Linked DNA regions of Mus musculus: regions 2, 3, 4 and 5 are each linked to region 1. Evidence: chromatin contacts called from public Hi-C, HiCAR-type and promoter capture Hi-C data. All regions are on one chromosome and are shown on one strand. The core of a region is the stretch at or near the end of the contact, and the rest is flanking DNA. Distances in the headings are between cores, read along the strand shown.

Region 1 (2,663 bases), core at 99-2,598:
CAGATGCAAAACTTGAGTAGAATTTCAATGCTAAGATGATATAAGAACGTAGATCCTGTACAGAATTCTTGGAAAGAGAGGTAACTCTTGAGCAAATATAATTTTTGCTTAGTTCTGAGTCCTTTCTTAGAGACACTCATTACAGTGAAGATATTGATAGTGTGAATGGTTCTGACTTACTGACTTACCAGTTACTAAAAACTGGTCCCTATCTTGACCACCCTAGCATAGGAAATACCCCTGTAGCTCCCTTTTATCCCTGTCGGTGTGTACACCCTTTTGTTTGCTGTTCCCTGGGCCTGCTGAGTGCTTCTCAGGACTGATTAGGCTGCACCCCCTACCCCTAGTATCTCCCTTTTAGAGTATTTCAAGGTCTTCAGGTTTGCTCCCAGGAAGAGGTACCCATTCCATCCCAGAGACTTTCCTCTAAGAGGGTTCCTCCAACTTTACTTTTCCTTTTAGGGAGTAATCTTATTGAATATCTCATGTATTCTCATAGATATCATGTCTTATTTTTACATGTTGCATACATTTTAAATGACATTATATATTTGTAAGGGGACCCAAGAGTACTTTAGAGAAAAGTGCTGAAGAGGACATAAGGGAACGGATATGAGGAGGCTATGTCAAACATTCCTCCTTAACCCTGAAGTCCTGCTACATGCTAAAAGTCTCACTTTCAGCCTTGGCAGGACAGGGTACACCTGTCTTGTTTCCTGTGTGAGACTTTTACTGCTGTGCTGCTTATAGAACTATCTTCTGGTATTTTGTCTTATCCAAATCATTTTAGTTTTTCTGTGGCATTGTTTTTTTTTTTTTCCTGAGGACTCAAAATAGAGTTTTGAACATGCAGAGGTGGATGGCGGAATACCAATGCACGTTAAAACAAACGAACAAACAAACACCTTAAAAAAGATAGAAGTTGTGCTTATAAATGAAAATATCGAACTATAAAGCTAGCGCATATATAATTATGATTCACTCTCAAAACAAGTGTGCCTGCAAAGAAAAGCTCGGATTCGAATAGAATCCGAATTCAGAACCAGCTTTTAGCTATTGCGCGCCCCCTCCACAGTCCCCTTTGGGGGAAAGGCCAGCAACCACGCGGGGTTTTCTCGGCGCATTCTGTTTTAAGAGGTCTGGAAGCAGAAAGCTAAAAGTCCATTAAAAGGCCACGTGGCCAGCTTTGTGAAAACCGGGTAGCAGTGAGGCGGCCAGCTTGTCTTCAGCCAAAATGGCGGTGCTCGGACTGCGCGCTCGCACGGGATGGGGAAGGGCGTCGGGGACGCGGCCGGGCGCGGGCGCGGCCTCCCGGCGGCTGCGCGCCTGCGCGAGGGCCGGCTGCCGGCGAGCACGCGCGCGGCGGAGGCGGGCTCAGCAGAGTGCGGAGCTGCAACCTGGGAGCCGGACGTGTCCGCGAAGATGGCGGGCCGGGTGAGTGGCGGCCGGGCAGCCCGGGCTCGCAGCGGATCGCCCGAGGTCGCGACTGCTGCGAGGTCCACGAGGGCTCCGGGGAAGGGGCGCGAGGCTGAGCACCCAGGAACGCTGAAGGAAGGGAGGTCAGAGCAACGCTGGAGGCGAGACAGTGTAGCTGCGGCAGGGGATTAGCTCTGCTCAGAAACTCTGTCCTCCCCGAGGGTTGTCTCTTCGTCCCCCGGGTCTCCAGTGCTTCCCTTGTCATCCCCTGGGGCTCGTTTCTCTCGTCCTTCAAGCATCTTGAGGGTAGTGGCCACTGGAGCCCCCCTCTGACGAGCGCTGTGTGCCCTCCACACTCCTCCGAGGGTTTCTGAGGTGGCACTGCCGGATAACCGCGGGGTGTAGTCTGCTGCAGTCAGGGCGAGGGTGTGGGAACCCATTTCTAGTTCTTCCTAAATGAATGTTATGAAAAGAGGAGGGGAGGTCTGCAAATTACTTTTACGGCTAACCTTAGACCATCTCCTGGGGAGAAACATATCAGCTGTGAAGCAGCAATGTCTTTCGTGCAGATGGACTTGGGGTGTCACGTTTTGTTTTTCTAAATGACAGTCGATTCGAATGCAGCAGGCTGTGTTGTAGTCTCAGGGATTTACATTTTACTTCCCCATTAAGCTCGTAGGACGGCGGGGTAGGATTGGGGTTGGCGAGGAGAGATGGGGCCAGGTCACTGCTGTTATTGCAGTAGGCATCAGAGCTAATATCGCTGATGGATGGATCCTGCCCAGAGATTGCCCTGTTCGAAACCTGGGGACATTAACTGCGTCATTACAGACTAACGTTGTGCTTGACTGATTCACTTACACCTGAATATTTGAATAAGTTTGCATACATGTATGCATATATGTAAATGTCCTGTCTAAAGAGAATTGTAGGTCATGAGATTCTAAAGTCCCAAAGAGACGGTAGAGGTCATCAGACTAGCTCCATCTTTTTCTCTTCCTTTTTTCATAATCCCCCTTTTATCTCAAGCTGACCCTTTTAACTATTTCAGGGTCTGTTTTTGCCTCCTCAGGAGCCCCTCTCCTGAATCATCAGCCCTTCTGGAATGCACTGGTCTCTTAAACCCTCCCTCTGCCCCCACAGACTTTTCCTCTAACCATTTTTTTTCCCCCAGTGGCAAAGTCTGGTGATTTTCTGTGTGTGTTGACTCTCATTTGCCTACCACCTGCTACCTCCTGGGCCCACCA
Region 2 (2,663 bases), core at 71-2,570, 2.8 Mb before region 1:
GGCAAGTTCTCAAAAGATGTATTTAAGATAATTTCCTGTGCTAGCTAGCTTCTTTGAAGTCAAAACAGCTGTTCCAACCCAACTCTTATTCTTGTAACCTAAAATCCTATTTGCCAGTATTTTTATACTCACATGGGTGTTTTTAGTTACAATAAATTTATAGGTAACCAGGAATGTCATAAGTCAGCTGTAAATGATAATCTAAAAGTTGCTAGAAACTAACGGAGGTGGCTCAGAATTCCCAATAGTTTTAGACATGTTTTTACCCAATTATCTTGTGTAAGTTAAGATCTCTCGGGTGCCCAAATAAGGGATTAATTTAGGCTGTTAGGAACTTGAATAATGACAACACCGACACTAATGCATTTGTTAGTTTTCCTTTTATTATATTTGATGTATACGAAGGTAAAAAATGAAGAAAAAAAAAACCCAAATCGCTAAGTTCTAAATTAGCACATTAATTGTTTTCCAAAACCAGCTCTTGCCCTTCCCTAGATAGTGCAGGACTAAGGTTAAGGATTTCAGCAATAATTCCAAAACTTGAAACCCCTGAATCTTGAAATGACTGGAACTGGCCACATTTCCAGTACTGACACACGCTCTGGAGACAATAGTCTGAATATGTCATGCCCAGTATGCCCTCTTCCCGATGCCTATGTCGCACAGCTGACCAAGCCATGACAACCATTTTGGAAAGAGAGGAAAGCGTCCTAGACAACCGAATCAATTGGCTTTTCAAAGGCAGTACTAGAAAATGCCAGTTACTCTAGAGGGCATCAAAAGAACTTATGAGTGCTATGCCTCAAAAAGGAAAAAAAAATCAATATAAAGATAAGTTCTGCCTTAGTCCAAACAAAGCAAGGGGAAAGAGAGACAGTCTGTGGATAGATACCCCACAAAAATTCGGATCCAAGAAAGGATCTTGACTGCTCTATATAGACAGGATGCGGGTGTCCCAGGCTCGACAAAGAGTTCCTATCTCATCCCAAGTCTCAGTTCCACGTCTGGAAACCGCAAGAGGTTTCGAGGCTGAGACCCTAAATTCATAGAACCCCCCCCCCCACCGCGCGCGCGACTGCAACTAGTGTCCGACAGTCCCGAGCCTCCGCAGCGGCGCAGACGCGGTTCAGATTCAGCCCAAGGTCCGCGGAATGCTGCAGTACAAAACCACCAGGGCTCCAGGCCGAGACTCACCAGCCTCTGAGCTGGCCATACTGCCAGGAGAGGTCGCGGCCGGACTCCAAGACGAGAGCGCGGGCGACGGTGTCCCAGAAGGGTCGAACTCGGTCGAGCCGACGGGAGGAGGAGGGGGCAGACACTAGCGAGCGGGGAAGGAGGGGTGGAAGAGGGAGGGACGTTAAAACGGCTTCTCGACGCTGATTGGACAGCAGAGGAGCACTTCCTCGCAGCACGCGCTGAGGCGGCAGTTTGCGGGCTCCAGATACCATTCCCCGCGGTCAAGATCCCGCTTACGGGTTCTCAGATCGGCGGGCAGGGCAGCCAGGTCACCCAGCAGCCCGGCCGATCTCCCCGGGGGCGTTGGAGCCGCGCTTCCGGTGAGTTGGTGGTTTGGTGTTCCTCCGCCGAGAGACCAAGCGAGGAAGTAGTGCGATCCGCCTTGCCCTGGGTCCGATCACGTGATGAGGCCAAGCTCCGCCTCCCTGGTCTCCTTCGGTTATGGGCGTGGGGGGAGTCTGTGGAGACGTAAACATCTTCAAGTAGAGTCGGTGGAATGGCTGGCGCTGGCCATTTTAAGGACCGTCTGGCCACGGGGAAGCAGCTTGTCTGAGGTGTAGCGAGACGAGAGACGGCGGTGTCGCCAAAAGGGCGTCGGGGCGAGGCATTCTAGTGGTGTCACCCAGTCGTGAAGCGAGTAATAAACGGGCGCCGGGGAGGGAGCGCCCGCCCGCGGAGGGGGAGGGGCGAGAACATGGCGGATTCCGGAACCCGGGCGGGCGGGCGTTGAGGGCCTCCGAGCCAGGGGGGCGGGGTGATTAGGTCATAGAGCGGCTCCCAGCGTGCTTTGCGGCGAGGAGGCGGTCCAGACTATAAAAGCGGCTGCCGGGACGCAGCCGGCACCTCATTCATTTCCATCGGTCCTTGCCCTCGCAGCTCCGGCCCTCGACACCACCGGCCCCTCCGCTGGTGACGCCCCCGCAGAGGCTTCGCCGTCGCCGAGGCCTTCTCTCCGCGACTCGTCGCCGCAGGATTCTACTTTCACTGGGTTCCGCCCGCACACCGCCACCATTGACGCCATGTCGAGTTATTCTAGTGACCGAGACCGCGGCCGGGATCGAGGGTGAGTGTGACAAGAGACCTGTCAGGCCGGGTGGGGGATGGGAGAGCGGCGCGGCCGAAGGCTCGCCTTCCCAACCGACCTTTAGATTTTTTTTTTTCCCTTCCTGAAAGGAGGCCTGGCTTTTGTCACACGTCCGGTTAAAAGCCGTTAAAGGCTACGCTTCGGGTAATGGCGTTCAACCTTTTTTTTTTTTTTTTTTTTTTTTTTTTTGGTCCGGGAGGGTGGGCCGGGACCCGGGGCGGCCCGGCGACCTCGCGGCTGTTGAGGGAAACCCGGAGGAGTGTTTTCGGTCGGGAAGCGCCGCGCCTTTGAGGCGGTTCCCGGCGTCGTTTGCGCAATCTTTCGTTGGGTTGTTTTTTGAGGG
Region 3 (2,663 bases), core at 105-2,604, 2.7 Mb before region 1:
ATTTTCCGCCGGTTGAGTTTTAATTTCACAGCAATGAGAGACTCGAAAGAGTATGGCCCCTAGCCGGGCGTGGTGGCGCACGCCTTTAATCCCAGCACTTGGGAGGCAGAGGCAGGCGGATTTCTGAGTTTGAGGCCAGCCTGGTCTACAGAGTGCGTTCCAGGACAGCCAGGGCTACACAGAGAAACCCTGTCTTGAAAAACCAAAAAAAAAAAAAAAAAGCATGCCCCCCCAGAGCGCCCCCTACTGGAATCTCCTGGGGAAAGAATGTTGAAAAATAAACGGCCCAGACCCAGTCATTGCAAAGTTGAGACATGCTAGAGTCCTCTGGGATGGGCTGATGCTGAAGTTTGGGACCCACTCATTTAGAAGGCAAAGTTGATAAGCAAAGACACTCTCACAACCTGCCCCTGTGCTATGAGGGACCTGCGGGACCTGCCTACCCTCTGCCCCCTCCACCCCTCCCTTTACCCTGTAAGGAACTGATGGGTGTAAAAATAGCCTCCACCATTCCAAGCACATTTTAAGCGAGAACTCATTTTTAAAAGTCACCTTCCTTTATCTGGGCCCTAGACACGATCCCTCTAAGGTAAACTTATGTTATCCAGGTGTAGTGGTGTATGCCTATAGTCATAGCGGTAGAGGCAGAGGCAGGAGGCTAAGAGTTCAAGGCTATCTTCAGCTACATATCAATTCTGAAAACAGCCTAGTCTACAGGAGACCCTGTATTAAAAAAAAACCCAAGATCATAATATATGATATATTTACGTCACACGAATTCTAGGCGCTAATTCTACTAATCAGTTTGCGATTGGTTGTTACGGTCAGGTGTGGAGGAGGAGCTCAGACATCCAGTTTCTGGAACTAGCAGGGATTGATAAAGTCCGACGTCCTCCTAAGACCTCTGTTCCTAAGAATCTGCCTAGCCAGACAGTTTCCCTCACGGCTTGGAGGCACTTGTTGCTAAATTGCAGGAAGAGGAAATTAAGAAATGCAAAGAGCTGGGGAAAGCGCCTCAGTTTCAATTGGGAGAGTGCAACGCTCGCTCCTCCCACTGGGATTCTGCCAGGTAACCCGCAGTTTTTCGCGGCCTCCCCTTCTTTCCAGTCCGCAGCGCCGCAGCCCCTTTAACAGCCCTGACCGATCGCTGGCCGATCCTCCAGGCCCGTCGCGGGCGCGCGGCACTGGCTGGATTGGTCATGTCTGGTGCGCGGCTGGCCCCGCCCCCTCCGCCCTGTGGTTGGGCGGTGGGGGCCGCGGCCGCGGGGCGGGTCCGCCGGCGGGGCGGGACGGCCGGTGCCCGGGGGCGGGCGGGCAGCAGCACGGCGGCCCCAGCCAGAGCCGGAGCTGGAGCTGGAGCAGGAGCCGCGGCGGCCGCCAAGTACGGGCGCCGGTGTAGTAGGATGAGGCAGCCAGCGGATCCGGGGTGAGCGCGCTCCGGGCCAGGTGGGGCGACGGGCGGAGCAGGCCCTGACTGGGTGGCCCGGCTACGGGACACCGGCAGCTCCCGCAGCCGTTGGCGCAGCGGGGCTCGGTCCCTTCCACACTACCAGGGCTCGGGACGCCGGCATGGGTGGCCCCGGGAGAGACCTTCCCTGCTTGGGGGCCGGGCAGGGCGGAGTCGCCCCGGGGCGGGAGGTGCAAGCCGTCAGGTCCCAGCCTAGCGTCCGCGGCTCGGTGTGGGTCCGGGAAAGCAGCATTCACACGCTCGTTGAAGGAAAACACTTGTCACCTCTGTGCGTGGGGCCCTTGCCGTCCTCCGCCCCCTGGGCCACCGTGGGAGAAGCTTGGGAATGGAGGAGCGCGGTTACTTTTGCGCGAATCTGTCAGTGGCTGTCGGCGCCTCGCTTGTTTTTCTCCCAACTCCTGGCGGACACCGGGGACCGAGGGGTGGCTTGTGTGCTTTCAAAGGGAGGTGGCGGCGTACCAAAAACCGGGGAGATCGGAAGGTTAACAAGTGACATTGGGCTGAGGCCTAACGCTAGCTGCCCCGCTGGGAGCATGGAGATGACGGTGGTGGAGACCGGGGGACCGATGCAGGGACAGGAGCTGCCGGCTCCATTGCACCACATGCCACTCCGGAGTGCCGACTCTACGCGCGGGAGTTGGTGCAAGGGAGTTTTTCCCCCACTGAAAAACGATTTTTGGAAAACTTAGCCCCTCAGTGGGTTGATGGTTACCTAAACCATCAGTTGTTATGGTTACACGGCATCAAATTTAAGGGCAAAGTCTGTTAAACACCCTCGCTCTTTTTTTTCCCCTTAGAGCTAAGGAGTACTTACTTTGTCATTAGATTTCATAGATGAGGAGGACATATTTTTTTAGAGTTAAAGGAAAAGTGTGACAACCTGAAGACACAGGTTGTGTCCTGTTCCGGTGTGAGGTCCAAATGTCTTGACACCATTGCTCAATTGAGAGGAATTGTCTTTTCAGGAGCTAGATTAAATCCAAAGAGAAAGTGAATTGTATGTGGAAAATAACAAGGGAAACTGAGGGACAAGTGATCTCTGGCGCTTGGGGAAGGGAGTTTGAAGGGTCTGGATTTATTGGCCGGTGAGAAACGTTTCTGTTAGCTTTTCCCAACCCTTAAATGGTTTCAGTATCTTTTCAGAGTCTTCCAAACAGATAAATGTCTTCAGGCTACGAGAATGAAGCCAGAGTGT
Region 4 (2,663 bases), core at 47-2,546, 2.3 Mb before region 1:
AACAATTTTATTTTTAAATGAATCACTGCAATTCTCCTTCTAGGTAAAGTAAAATAACATTTTCGCCCTGGAAGAATAAATTTTTATATCAGACTTACTGTTCACTTCCCACCTGTCAGAACAGGATTGGACTCTACAAAGTTTAAACGAATTAAGACATAACCTACCACCCACGACGGGTGGTGATGCACGCCTTTAATCCCAGCACTTGGGAGGCAGAGGCAGGTGGATCTCTGAGTTCGAGGCCAGCCTGGTCTATAGAGTGAATTCCAGGACAGCCAGGGCTACAGAGAAACCCTGTCTCGAAGGAAGAAAAAAAAGAAAAAGAAAAAGACATAATATCTACTCTACTTAATAATTGTTCAGCTTAATAGCTGTTCAGGTATGTGTAGGAGACAATACAGAAATAACACTTGCAAATAGTAACAACAACAACAACACAGTAGGAAAGCCACAAAACCACAGCCTAAAGGGGTAGGGGTGAAAAGGGAAAAAGCTAAGATGACAGAAAAGTTTATATATGCTTCCAAACTTGACTAGTATAATTTTTTCCTTACGATTCTGATACAGGTTTTCAACCCATATATATTATTCAAATCAGGTAGGCTCAAGTAGGCCGCAAAAAGTTTGTAACTATGGTGATGATGTTAATCATGATCTACTCAAGGTTTCACAAAGATCAATGACTATCACAGCCTTCTAATCTGTCAACCTCCGCTACCGAGACCCTCCCCGCCTCCATTTGTGGGTCCGCAATCCCCAACAGCTACCTACAAGGATCAATACTCCTCCACTGGCTCTCACAGCTTCGGAGCCCAGCACCCTGAAAAATCCCTTCCTGGAGCCCATCAAGCACCGCCTCCGGAAAGCCGCCAAGTGGGCCTCGTTAAGACGTGCAAGGAGCAGAGCCGTGGGAAGGCAACGTAGCTCCAGAGGGCCACCTCGGGGCTCCAGATCGCGTACCCATCCCTGCCCGGACCCCCGCAGCCACCCGGGTCCCCAGGCTCTGCCGATTCTTTGTTAAACGAGGCCGAGGTTCCTCCGCCCTCGCCAGGCCCCAGTTACCTCTCGTGTCCCCCGGGCTAGCGGCACTGCGTCTGGCGAGCCCTTCACCCAAACCCGCTGCCGCGGCTGCAGACGCAGTTGCTACTCCAGTCGGCGCGAAAGAACCCCCGCGGCCCTGCGTACGCGCGGTGCGGGACCGCGTCCAGCCGCGCTCTTCCTCCGCCCCCTTCGCCGCCGCCTCACGGCCCGTTGCTGACTGGGGGTAGGGTGGGGGGAGCGTCTGACATGCGCGCTAAGTAGAGCGCGAGCCGAAGGGTGGGGCTGGGGCTACGGCTGCCGAAAGGCGCCAATTAATGCCGCTCTTCCGATTCCGGAACGCAACATAACTACGTCACACACCCCGGACGGGAATCTGGTCCTGGGTGAGGATTGTGTCTGGGTCGTGTAGTGAGGGAGTCTGCAATGAAGAGAGCCGCGGCGATGGGGAACCGCCCGAAAAACTCAAGGTAATAAGGTGTTGATTGGAAACTTCATTTACATAAGAATGTCCACCTTCCCTTAGCTCTTGTCCCTTGCCAAAAACCAAAGCAACACAAAAAACCCACGACTCGGGCAACATTTCCCTTCATGCCTCTGTCCACATGGCCCCATAGACTATGGCCACCTTTAGCTTCCGGAGCATCCGATCAAAGTGACGTCTACCCGACGGACGGAACCCTACGGGAGAAACGCAGCCTCCGCTAGTTAGAGCACTTGTAGCCCAGGGGACGCTGGGGGTTACGTAATTTTCCCAGCAGCCCTAGCTCGCCTTGCGCGGATGTCCTGAAGGCCGCGCCCCGCCCCCACCCCGCGCGCAGGCGCAAACTAGCTGTACGCATTCTACGTAACGGACGGCTGAAGCTACGTGAAGAGTAGGGTGCCGTGACTGAGCTACCTGTTCTGGGCTGTTCAGTGACATCGCGGCCCGCAGATTATCTTTGCGACCTGAAGACAGAAACCAGACAAAGGCAGGCTGGTTGGAGGTAGTGGCCTCAGGAGCCCCGGGCCCGGTTGCAGCCTCGGGTGCAGGTAGGTAGCGGGGCCATGACATTCCAGTCGGTGTGACCGTGCCAGGCCGAGCGGTGACTAAGTTGCATGGCCGCAGAGCCAGGTACTGTTTCCCTCCTAACCAACCCTTTAAGTCCGGCCGGTGGTGACATGCATCAATACCCTCAACTTATCTTTCCAGAATTAAAAGAAAAAAAAAAAGACTAAACCTCTGTCCATCCTTTTCTGCTCCATTTTATGTTGGGCTTTAGGAAGATTTGGGGGAAGGTTTCGAGTAGATCCCAACCAACAGGACAAAATCTGAGAAAATATCTGGTGTGTAGCCAGAAGAATAAAAGAGCATCGAACTAGGCTTCTCCGTGGTGGACCTAGGACTAGACACTAGAAGTTTCACGGAAGCAACCGCTTCTAGAGTCGACCTTACCCGAAGGTTTCTAACATGCAAGTTATTTGTAACCAACACTTTACTTTGTAAGGTGACAGTAATGTCTACATCATTTCTAGAAATTTCATCATTTTGACTGATGCCACAGAGGCCTGGGAGGACAAGCAATGATTGCTACATATACTCCTTTTTACTGAGAGAGCTTGCGGAAGATAATCAAGATGGG
Region 5 (2,663 bases), core at 87-2,586, 2.1 Mb before region 1:
TCAATGCCTTATAGCTAAATCCTAGACCACCTACTTCTTCCACTGCTCCCACCATCTTGTCATTTGTCTCCAGTCTGATGTTCATAAGAGTAAGGCAGAGTACTGGCTATAAATACCACTGGCCAAAGCTTTCAGTATCTCTGATTACTGTCATTCATTTTTTTTTTTTTAACTCAAATTACAACAAAAGAATGAAGGTAAGAGATTAGGGAAAGAAAATTCTTCTCAATACTTTCAAACCTATACCCTGCATATAAAAATTCTCTCCTTCTGCCAGTGTTTTGATGAAGTGATGATGTCCAGCAATGCTGCAAATGAATGTGTAAAGAACCACGAAAAGAACAGGTCAAACGTCATCTTTCTCTATTCAGAAATAATGGCGGGATAATGCCACAGACTAAGGTTTCCAAGGATAGGCTGTTTGGGGGAGGGTGAACATCAAGGAGCAAAACCAATGACCAATGACAACCTAGCATTAGGGCTCTGTATCCATGAGAAACACCTGAGATGGGGAAGATCTTGCAATAAATAGCCCTAACAGAAATCTCGCGTGGCCAGGAATGCACGACCACCAATCCAAGCGCCGCATCTTCCTCCACTGCCTCTCTCCCGCCCCCCACCTAGCAACAGAAGCACTGCGACAGGAGTGGGGGAAATGAGAGGGACGGAGGACATAGCTTTGGGGGTGTGACTCCGATCTGAAACCTGCTACTACCATCGAAAATCTTATCTGCCTCAGGCATGTCACAACACCGTGCCTCGGTTTCCCCCGGCTGTCAAAACTAAATAAGAGGCAACGAGTGTGACAACCTCAGCGACAGGACCACAGAGGACCCACCCCCTTGTTGTGGTCAAGGCGAGTTTGCAGGAGAGTTGTGGGGACCGGGGCTGCCGCCCACCTCGAGCGTTCCCCGCCGGCTACACGCTGAGCCCCGGCACAACTCACCTTGTTGTTGTACTCTTCCACGAAGCTGCCCAGCGCCAGGCGAAAGCGCTTGTCCGGCCGCACGCTCCAGTTCATGGCGTACACAGTCCAGGGCGCTTCATATTTGTAGATCTCCTTCCGTTTGCCGTGCAGGGACATGGTGGCGGCTGGGCCGCAGAGCCGGCCAGAGAGGCAGCGGGCTGGGGCACAAGACAGGCGGGGACCCGGGCTTGGGTCCGCGGGTCCGAGGGGAGGCGGGGCCGGGGCGGTCAAGAACGGCCTAGCCCTCCAGCGGGTCCTCGGCTACACACACTCACACTCGGCCGGGCCCGACCACCAGTTTCAAACCAGCTCGGGCAGCGCTACCACCTTCCGTTTGGGATGCCGGCCCGCCCTCTCGGAACGGAAGCCACGCGACCCCGCAGCGGCGACGAGCGTTGGCTGCCGGGTACGTCCTTTCCAAACTGTTCCTTCTTTTCATTGGTCGACACAGTTGTAGCGCCCGCGCCCTCCTTACTATTGGTGAAAATGTTTGTCATTCTGCTCATTAGCCCCGCCCAGCTCCTGGAGGCGGGCTCTTTTGAAGTCCCAAAGATCATTGGCTACCCAAGATGTCAGTCAAGGGGATAACGGCGCAGTGCGGGTGAATGGGGGCGTGGGTGGCATGGGGGCAAGTGTGCCCCTCTACTGATCCAAATTCTAGGCCAAGAGTAAAGCCTGCTATTTCTCCTCTGCTGCTGCTGTTCTGATCACCTCTCTCCACTGACAGTAACTGTCAAACCTACCTTCATGGAGGACCACCTGCGTTTATTACATCTCCCTATGTCCGGCGGTCCCTCAGTCTTTGCCAAACGGGAACTCTCTCCAGCTCCAATGCCCACCTTTTAACTGTTCTCTTTCAGGCATGATAGAAACGTCCAGGGACAGGCTAGATTGATTAAGGCTTTCCTGCGCTTTCCTACAGACACTAAAGAGACTCCTGAATTCTGGGATCGATTTGCAAATGACCTGGCTATTAGTCACTTACCTTCTTCCTCTGGGATGTTCAGAAGCCAAATGGTAATCCAACTTTAAATGCTTATATGCCATGAGTTTGAAATGCAGAAAAACCTGGATCTAGGTACACCAATATAAATGTAAATTCTTTCAACGATATTGAAAGGGGTTGTATTGAATTGTTAGGCAGTACTTTAAAACACGTTAATTTTACGTGTATTTGTATGTGCCCGAGTATAAGTAAGTGTACTACATGTGAACAGTTGCCCACGGAGGTCAGAAGAGGCATTCAATCCCCTGGAACTGGAGTTAGTTACAGATGGGAATCCAACCCAGGTCTGCTGCAAGAGCATCCAGTGCCCATAGGGCTATCCTACCTCTCCAGTCTGTAAAATACAATTTTTAATGGATACAAACACTTGGAAGCCTTGAGGGACAATAGTATACACTTATCAACCATCTTTTAGTAATGGCCACCTGTATGAACAAGTCTACTGGGCACTTTTATTTTTACATAGAGCCTAGGCATGGTGTTACACACCTCTAATCCAGCTCTTGGGAGGTAGAGTCAGGAGAACCAGAAAGTCACTCTTATCCTGGGCTACAGAGCCAATTAGAGGCAGCCTGGGCTAGTTGAGAATCTGTTTCAAAATAATAAAAGTTAAAAGAAAATTAACTGGATACCTAGGTGTGTATTTTATTGAAACGTTTTATTTCTGTGCATATCAGGAAATTTGGTCCA

What was found. Promoter capture Hi-C pulls out the DNA fragments that hold promoters and counts their contacts. A called contact is a pair of places that touch in the nucleus more often than the background predicts. HiCAR-type assays count read pairs that join an accessible place to other places.
Region 2: a contact with region 1 is called in a promoter capture Hi-C map of hippocampal neurons, with 2.8 times the contacts expected there. The contact joins the promoter of Cep95 here to the promoter of Nsf in region 1.
Region 3: a contact with region 1 is called in a promoter capture Hi-C map of cranial neural crest. The contact joins the promoter of Tex2 here to the promoter of Nsf in region 1. A contact is called at or near these places in 1 of 39 promoter capture datasets (cranial neural crest) and 1 of 115 datasets of contacts at active chromatin or transcription factors (embryonic stem cells).
Region 4: a contact with region 1 is called in a HiCAR-type map of astrocytes, with 4 times the contacts expected there. The contact joins the promoter of Ddx42 here to the promoter of Nsf in region 1.
Region 5: a Hi-C map of B cells shows a contact between it and region 1, with 5 read pairs. The contact joins the promoter of Dcaf7 here to the promoter of Nsf in region 1. A contact is called at or near these places in 1 of 39 promoter capture datasets (liver), 1 of 484 Hi-C or Micro-C datasets (B cells) and 1 of 115 datasets of contacts at active chromatin or transcription factors (astrocytes).

What each region holds. Positions count from the first base shown.
Region 1 is chr11:103,952,741-103,955,403 of GRCm38.p6, reverse strand. Nsf (N-ethylmaleimide sensitive fusion protein) reads left to right here and starts at 1,348. Exons shown (of 21, transcript NM_008740.4): 1 at 1,348-1,434. The coding sequence starts at 1,423.
Region 2 is chr11:106,787,909-106,790,571 of GRCm38.p6, reverse strand. It overlaps Cep95 (centrosomal protein 95), which reads right to left and starts at 1,320. Exons shown (of 20, transcript NM_177088.3): 1 at 1,195-1,320. The coding sequence starts at 1,213. It overlaps Ddx5 (DEAD box helicase 5), which reads left to right and starts at 2,078. Exons shown (of 13, transcript NM_007840.3): 1 at 2,078-2,299. The coding sequence starts at 2,256.
Region 3 is chr11:106,611,621-106,614,283 of GRCm38.p6, reverse strand. It overlaps Tex2 (testis expressed gene 2), which reads left to right and starts at 1,354. Exons shown (of 12, transcript NM_198292.3): 1 at 1,354-1,426.
Region 4 is chr11:106,215,559-106,218,221 of GRCm38.p6, reverse strand. Ddx42 (DEAD box helicase 42) reads right to left here and starts at 1,296. Exons shown (of 18, transcript NM_028074.4): 1 at 1,066-1,296. Ccdc47 (coiled-coil domain containing 47) reads left to right here and starts at 1,855. Exons shown (of 13, transcript NM_026009.2): 1 at 1,855-2,073.
Region 5 is chr11:106,035,545-106,038,207 of GRCm38.p6, reverse strand. Dcaf7 (DDB1 and CUL4 associated factor 7) reads right to left here and starts at 1,336. Exons shown (of 7, transcript NM_027946.3): 1 at 947-1,336. The coding sequence starts at 1,084. It overlaps Kcnh6 (potassium voltage-gated channel, subfamily H (eag-related), member 6), which reads right to left. Exons shown (of 13, transcript NM_001037712.2): 13 at 2,614-2,663.